Linked DNA regions of Zea mays: region 1 is linked to region 2. The links are chromatin contacts, called in public Hi-C maps. All regions are on one chromosome and are shown on one strand. The core of a region is the stretch at or near the end of the contact, and the rest is flanking DNA. Distances in the headings are between cores, read along the strand shown.

Region 1 (3,792 bases), core at 334-2,833, 580 kb after region 2:
TGCAATACTAAAAAATGAAAACAAGATAGAGAAGTAAATATTATACCTGCTGTCTGGTCAGATTGAAGTGACCAACATACAAACTCAAAGCATGCATTACTCCATGTGGATTCAACACAGTCCTTTCATCTCGAACTATGATTAAGTCTGCAACATGCAAAGCTCAAGTACAATAATAACAATTTGTGAGCATGTAACAAAAAAGCATTTATAATCAAATGGCGGACATCAAGAATAGAGTGCCATGCAGTTATATTTTGCAGGACATGACCAATGTCAGAAGAATAAAGCGAAAAAGATAAAAAGAAGTCCCATTCAGTGGTTTTATATAGAAGCAAGAACATATTATGTGGAGCAAAGAATCCAAGCAATGCAAATAACAAGGACCTATCAATTCCCAAGAAAATCAGAGCATAGGAGAAAACACTGTCAAAAAAATTATAGGTTGCATGGATTCCACCACCGGTGAATGCATTATGTTGCATATGCAGCTGAGGACCCCACATGATCTTTGAACTTATAAGCCATGTACTGTATTATAGGGGTTCACATACAGCTAAAAAATTCTCAATAGAAGCCCCCACCCCCCTGAAATTGCCTGCAGTAAAAGGACAATACTTGCAATGGACACTGAGTCGTATTTAGAAGTTCACAGTGGGGATCTCGAAAATGATAAGAAGTTCAATAGTCCATAGTATAAATCTTACCTTCCAAGAGAGAACTTAAAGCAAGAAGAAGAGGCATTCTTACAGCCTTTTCTTCAGGTAGCAAGCCATCAGTTGCAAGCAAATTATCTAGAAAGGAAATAAAACCATCACAGCTGGCAAGTGCCTGCCAAGGAAAGGCTACCTTATTTAGCATTCACATAGCTGGATGTCAGTACAATTAGACAGTCAATATTTACCTGGAGGATGACATTAAGAAAGCAATTGTTGCCAAGATTTCGCAGACCTCCAACATAGTATGCCCTCCCTGATCCCGAAAACAAATTCCTTGGAGAAACCCATGGTATGGACAGACCACTATACAATGCCTTGCATAACCCGGCAACTCCTAGTCCCAAACCGACAGCAACTGCCGCAAGACTATAGTGATGTCTGTTTACTTCACTACATGATAGCATTGGATTGTCATGCATAAACTTCCCCATGATTCGCACCTGAACCAGCAGAAAGTCTTCATAGAATTTGTTAATACGAAAATTTACCAAAGGATGAAATCAAAGAAATCATTGTCGGGGCATTGATGTGATAGTACTGCAAATAAGGCAGCCAAGTGTCAACAAATAAATAGTAAAAAAACAAGGTTGTGTCTGGGGTGTCTTTCCAAGAAAAACAACGAAGTTAGCAGGCATGTATACACTTGACTCAGAACAGATCCGAATGCAAATAGCCAGATAGCCTAAGTTAGGGTTCAGTTGCTGTTTTGAACAGCAGGAAGGGAGGAGAAAAGGTGTGCATACCTGGTGGAGATGCTCCTCGCCAGCGAAGGACCAGGCGAGGACCTGTTGAAGTTACTGGCGAAGACCTCGGCACCTGAGTTAGGGCGGCGGCGGTCGCCCAATTGCCGCACAAGAGAGCGCGCGGTAAGCGGCTGAATAGAACTACCAGGCTGTTTGCTGAAGGGAAGCCTATCCAAACTCCAAACAAACCTCGTTAGTTACGGAGAAAAAAATATTTTATTCCTTCTAATTATATATTGTTAATAAAAAGAATAATTAGTTTTTTCAGTCTAATACTCTTTCTGTTCTTTTCTATATATCACGATTTAATTTAAAATTAACTATCGGACGATAAATATTTGAGAACGGGTATAATATATGGCAAAAAATATAGAAAGATTTTTTCTCAAACACGTTATATATCATTATATTTAAGAGAGGACCGAACCTTATAAATCTTTTAAAAAAAGAGTTAGCAACCATACAACACAAGTGCAAATAAAAAGAGAGTGGCAACCGGAACAAGCAGCTCAGATAAGATGTTCAAACTCAGTTTCGTCTACTCATTCCCTCTAAACGACTCTCAATAAATAAGTATACATCACCACTCTACAATAAATTTATCCATGTTGAACTACCCGTACTTAACTCTCTTAGAGCATCTCCAAGAGACTAGCTAAATAGCTTATTAAGCTAAATTTTAGCTAATTAATAGCAAAATAGTTCTCCAACAGGATAGCCATTTAACTTGACAAGCTATCCGGCTCTCTAAATTGACTCTCACTAGCCAAGTTAACTTGCATTTTGGAGAGTCTGTTGAAATTAGATGTTATATTTAGAGTTTAATCTTTATAGAGTGACAAATAAAGAGTCAAATAGAGAGTTTTTTTGGAGATGCTCTTATAGTACTATTATAGAAAAATAAAGATTCTATCATTGTTCAACAATTTCTTGACACCTAAACCTAGTCGATTCTTTATATTCGTGTCCATCCTTTAAAAATCGATGATTAATCTCCATCAATATGGGCACAAATATCATGCAAATCCAATCAATTTTACTTATTATGATCTAACTTATGTCTTGGTTATAATATTTTTTTGTTGGTGTTAATCTCTGAGATCCAACCAGATGCGTGCACATCCAACCGGCTCGGCTCCTAAAGACTAATTTATCCACGTGTGCTTGTTACCTGCAGAGTGCAGATGGTGTTAGCAAAACAGAATGAGGTCGACAGCATAAACACGAGAACGAGATCAAATGTGCGTTTGACATGATTCCACGCTATTTAAAATCATGTAACCTTACAATGCCTCTACCTAAATACAAGACCAACCACAGTTAAAAAAAAATGCAATCCCTATACTACAAATTGAAGGCGTACGTAATATTCCACGCTTCTAGCTAAAAAAAATCATGAGCCGTTCTCCAGGTACTTCAACCCGTTCTGCTCTCTTGGGCCCACATCATCTTTCGACCGTAGTGGAGTGGAGGCAACGTTCTTGAGTACTGCAGCATACAGGTCGAATTCGGCCTTGTACTTGCGGCAGCTAGCCTCGATCCACTTCTCCGCGAGGCTTGTGGAGACGCTATCTTGGCTGTCCCTCTCGTGCTCTTCAACCGCAGGCCTTATCTCGTCGTACAGGGCATCGATTTCAGAAACGGCCTGGTTCTTCACTTCCTGGCGAGATCAGATGGATCATTACATGGTGCATGCGTCTTAAACTTCACATTGTTCGCCACTACTACACTGTTTTAAGAGAAGGGAGTTCTGATCATAGTCATAGCAGACCATTACCTCACAGTACAGTATTTCTTCGCACGCCACAGACGATGTAAGCCGGTCGCAGATATCTGGGATGTCCAGCTGCTTGTGCACAACGCGTTTCGGTTTCCTGCCACGGCGTTTCGGCGCGGGCTTCACAGGGACCAACGCTGAATGGTTGCTGTTGTTCTGAGGTCCAGTTTGGTTCGCGTGATTTGCAGCTTTGGGCGCTGAATTCTGAGAAGCGTCGTGAGTGTCCTGTGCGCTGTATCCAGTTGACCCATTCTCGACTAGACGAGCTACCATTGGCATGGCGTTCGATGGCGTGAACTCATTTGAGCTTACAGTCAATGGTTCAACGTTCATTGGTGCTAATCCATTTGAGCTTGTCAGTTCGTCGACGATAATTGGCGCAAATTCATTTGTTCCAGTGTTTCCAGGATTTTCGGTACTCTGTACTCTGCTGATGTTGCTGTATTGGGTAACCATGCCATCACTTGATACGAGGATTTCCTTGTTAATGCTTGTAGGTTCGTCATCAGCAGAATCGTAAAGAGGGATATTCTCAACAGAAAACCTGCACAGA
Region 2 (3,683 bases), core at 997-3,496:
GGAAGGAGACGAACAACAGTTATGCCTTCATCAACTTCACCATGACAGAGGTGGCTTGCCGGCACGGCAAACGCCGCCCGACCCGAGTTAGCCTAGCCCCAAGGAGAGACACTCTCCCACAGGGGCTACTATATATCGATATCGTAGGATAGGATACGAGCTCCGCGATCTCTGGCTGTCCGAGACAGTGTCCATGTGAGCTCCATGCCCCTGACGCCTTCGCTCGGCACATCTGAACCCTGCCCGCTTCAATGCGCTAGGATCGGTAGAACAGGTCTAGCTACTGCGCTACTTAATTAATGTACGACCCGCATCCATCCTTTACGTGTGCCACTGCGACTTGGCACAGCAGTGATACGGATGCGCTTCAGTTATATCTCAGCAAGAGTCAGATCTACACGAAGCTGGTCACGAAGGAGAACAAGAAGCGAGCAACAATGAAAACTCTCCAACACCAAAAAAGAAAAAGAAAAAAAAAGAAATCCTCTGTACATACATGACAACAACCGAGCAACAATGGCCCCATGCATCCAAATGTAACGCACGCACGCAAGCACACGCAGGCGGTAGTAGTAGTATAACGACGACGGAGAGAGAACTCAAGTGAAGAACAAAACGGCGAGGGCAGCAGGCGCGCGCGCGCGCGTGTTTCGCTTTCGCTCTAGCTAGTGGGTGTAGGTGCAGGCCTTGGCGAGGGAGACGGGCCTGCCGAGCCTGGTCTGGTCCATGGTGACGCGGCACCGCGCCTCGGTGTAGAACTTGGGGGCGACGAGCCTGCCCAGCACGAACGCGCGCGACCGCAGCCGCACCGCCAGCTGCAGCGGCACGGGCGGCGGCGGCACCACCACCGCCGGCGCGCGCTTCCTGGGCGGCGGCAGCGTCGTCGCGGTGCTGCTCAGGCCCGACCCGCCGCCGTACAGCGGCACCTTGTCGCCCACCACCGCCACCGCCAGCCCGCGCTGGCTCTTCCGCGGCTGGTAGAAATACTTGATCTGCATGCAATGCAACGCGACAACAACCGAGTCCGGCCCGTCAGATAATATTGAGATGCCAGGCCCAGGATGCGGGGGCCATGCAGTGCAGTGCAGCCGTGCGGGAAACTGCAAGGCATGAGAGCTGTGTTGTGTCTGCTCGAGTTTCCACGGCACACGGGCCGGTGGCGCTGGTGGCTCTCTCTGTGTTCCTCTGTTCCCGTCACAAGTCGCTATCGGCGGCTACTGCCTACTGCTATGCTACCGCGTGTTGTTCGGGTCAATGTCAGTGACTCTGTGTGCAGCTGTACTCCACTCTCCGTATATATCTATTTATCTATCTATGAAATCTACTGGTACTACCAACGAAAGAAAGACCCGTACCTTGCTCTGTTCTTACACTATATGTATGCTAACAATGCATATGGTTAAAAAAAAAACAGAGTAACAATGCATATCGTAAAGACAAAATTCAGAAGGTGTTTGACTTACATCGCCCGACGCGAGCTGGAGCTGGGTGTAGTGGAGCGTGACGGGGTCGGCGGAGACGTGGACGCCGAAGAAGGTGCCGGCGTTGCGGAAGGCGAGGGCGACGGTGGCGTTGAGCGAGGCCATCTCGGTGGGCACGAGCGACGCGTCGGTGCCGGCCTGGACGACGAAGCGGTGGAAGGTGACGGAGCGCAGGGTGACGACGGGGCGCTGGGCGCGGCTGGCGCCCCACAGGACGAGCGCGAAGAGGAAGAAGAGCGCGAGGAAGGCGCCCGCGAAGCCCAGCGCGTAGCGCGCCCTCTTAGGGATCGCGCTGAGCGCGCCGCGGCTGGTGCCGTCGCCGTCGTCGTCGTCGGACATGCCGAGGAGACCCTCCTCCTCGATGGCCGCCTCCTTCATCCACGGGCTGCCGCGCCGCCGCCCGCCGGCGCCGGCGCCGGGGACGGGGACAGCGACGGAGGAGGAGGCGGCCTTGGCGGAGGAGAAGCGGGAGGACGAGGAGGAGTCCCTTGACGCCCGGCCCAGCGACCGCGGCGGGGACGCCGCCGGGGACGAGTGGAAGGAGGACGCGGCCGTCTTGTTCTCGCCGTCGTCGTGGCTCGGCGACTGCACGTAGTAGGCCGCCGCCATGCTGGACGTCGCCTCCGAGTCCGTCTTGGCGTGCCGGTGCGGGGGCTGCTGCGCCATCGCGGCTGGCTCCTCCGGCCTGCGGGGGGCGTGGGTGCGAACTGCGTGTGCACTGTGCGGGGGGTAGTGGAAAGGTGGAGGTGCACTCGGTCAGGTCAGCGGGCGGTAGAAGTAGTAGACGAGGAGGGTGGGGGTGGGGTGGGAGGGAATTGTGTGTGCGCGCCCACCACTCCGCGACTCACACACACACTCACGGTCGGTGAACCTAAACCGTTGAACGGGTCCGTGTGTTGTGTGCGGCTGCCGGCTGGGCAAACCGAGAACCGTGTGTCGCAGGAAGAGAGACGTGCAGCACTGGTCTGAATGACTAGAGATCAGGGTCACTCCCGATGGCAACCCCGCACCTAACAGTTTTCCGTTGACGGACGAGCTTGTACGGTCTGAATACAGCAAGCAGCATCGAGATGGGCCTCTCTGTGACGTCCGCCCATGTGAAGATTGCTTGCCGGGCGGCTACAGCAGGAATGGTCTACAGCCCGGGTATTAGCTGGCTGATTAGGAAACGTCGTCAGGATCGGACGGAACAGAGTACCCCCAGTGCACTTCACTTCGGTCAGTTGGGACTCGGCCTTATCCGATCGGGCCATTTCGCGCCTTCCGTAAAAAGACTTGTTGCAAGTTGCACCTCTTGCGCTTTCAGGTGACGTACTTACCCGTCTACCCCCTGCCGATTCATTTACGCCGTCCCGTATCACCGGCTTTAGCTTTCCGGACGCGGTCGTGCAGTTCTGGATGGCTATTCGATTCTACGGACAGAACACAACAGATACCACAGCGCAAGGGCGCTCCACTCCAGCCCCGATGCAACAAAAGGCCGTTCCCGGGGCCGCGAGCCGTGGAGCAGCTGCAAGCGCAGACCGCGTGCGACCGCATCGTGATCCGTGAGCAGCTGCAGCATTGACTTGTTGATTCCATCCACCGGTAGTGTGCGAGGCTGGTTCGCCTAAGCCGCCGCACAGGGCCCTGTTCCTGAAACAGATTGCCCTGACACCGTCTCTCTCTCTGCCTGCCTTGCCTGACAACGGGACGAGAGGATCCATCGACGGGTGATCGCGATCCAGTCCGTTCTCCGTCCACCTGATAACAATCACGCACGCGCAGCGCCGATCTGCCCCGGAGAACGCTTTGATTCGATCGCGGCAATTCAGCTGGCGGGCGGCACGCGCGGCACCTTAGGTCAGCTTTGGGTCTGTTTGGTTCAGCTTTTTTCTGAACAGCTTTTCCGAGAATCTAGCTGTGGGGAGAATCTGGTTGTGTAGAGAATCTGAGTATCATTAGAATTACGTGCGGAGGAAGATAAAGTTGTCCATGGGACTCAAGATCTATAAAGTGACGGATTACTACTATTACGACGACTTAACCGATTATATGTTTATGTTGATTGTTTTTACCCAAACAAATTTTGTAGAAGCTGGCTGAAAAACTGAGTGTTTGGCAGTCCGCAACAGCTTTTGGTGGCCAGAAGCTGTAAAAAGCCGAAACAAACAGGGACTTTGTCGTGTCTGGCGGCAGGCATCATCGGCTCATCGCCCGCCC

What was found. Hi-C and Micro-C count contacts between places; a contact is called where the count stands out from the background.
Region 1: a contact with region 2 is called in a Hi-C map of ear, with 2.1 times the contacts expected there. The contact joins the promoter of LOC100193497 here to the promoter of LOC100383970 in region 2. A contact is called at or near these places in 2 of 25 Hi-C or Micro-C datasets (ear and tassel).

What each region holds. Positions count from the first base shown.
Region 1 is chr2:53,757,950-53,761,741 of Zm-B73-REFERENCE-NAM-5.0, forward strand. LOC100193497 (Ubiquitin carboxyl-terminal hydrolase) reads right to left here and starts at 1,584. Exons shown (of 11, transcript NM_001138611.2): 1 at 1,463-1,584; 2 at 905-1,176; 3 at 708-831; 4 at 47-147. The coding sequence starts at 1,150. It overlaps LOC542678 (SET domain-containing protein SET102), which reads right to left. Exons shown (of 11, transcript NM_001112195.1): 10 at 3,240-3,783; 11 at 2,721-3,122. The coding sequence ends at 2,856.
Region 2 is chr2:53,180,639-53,184,321 of Zm-B73-REFERENCE-NAM-5.0, forward strand. LOC100383970 reads right to left here and starts at 2,247. Exons shown (of 2, transcript NM_001176583.1): 1 at 1,464-2,247; 2 at 471-992. The coding sequence starts at 2,147. The coding sequence ends at 666.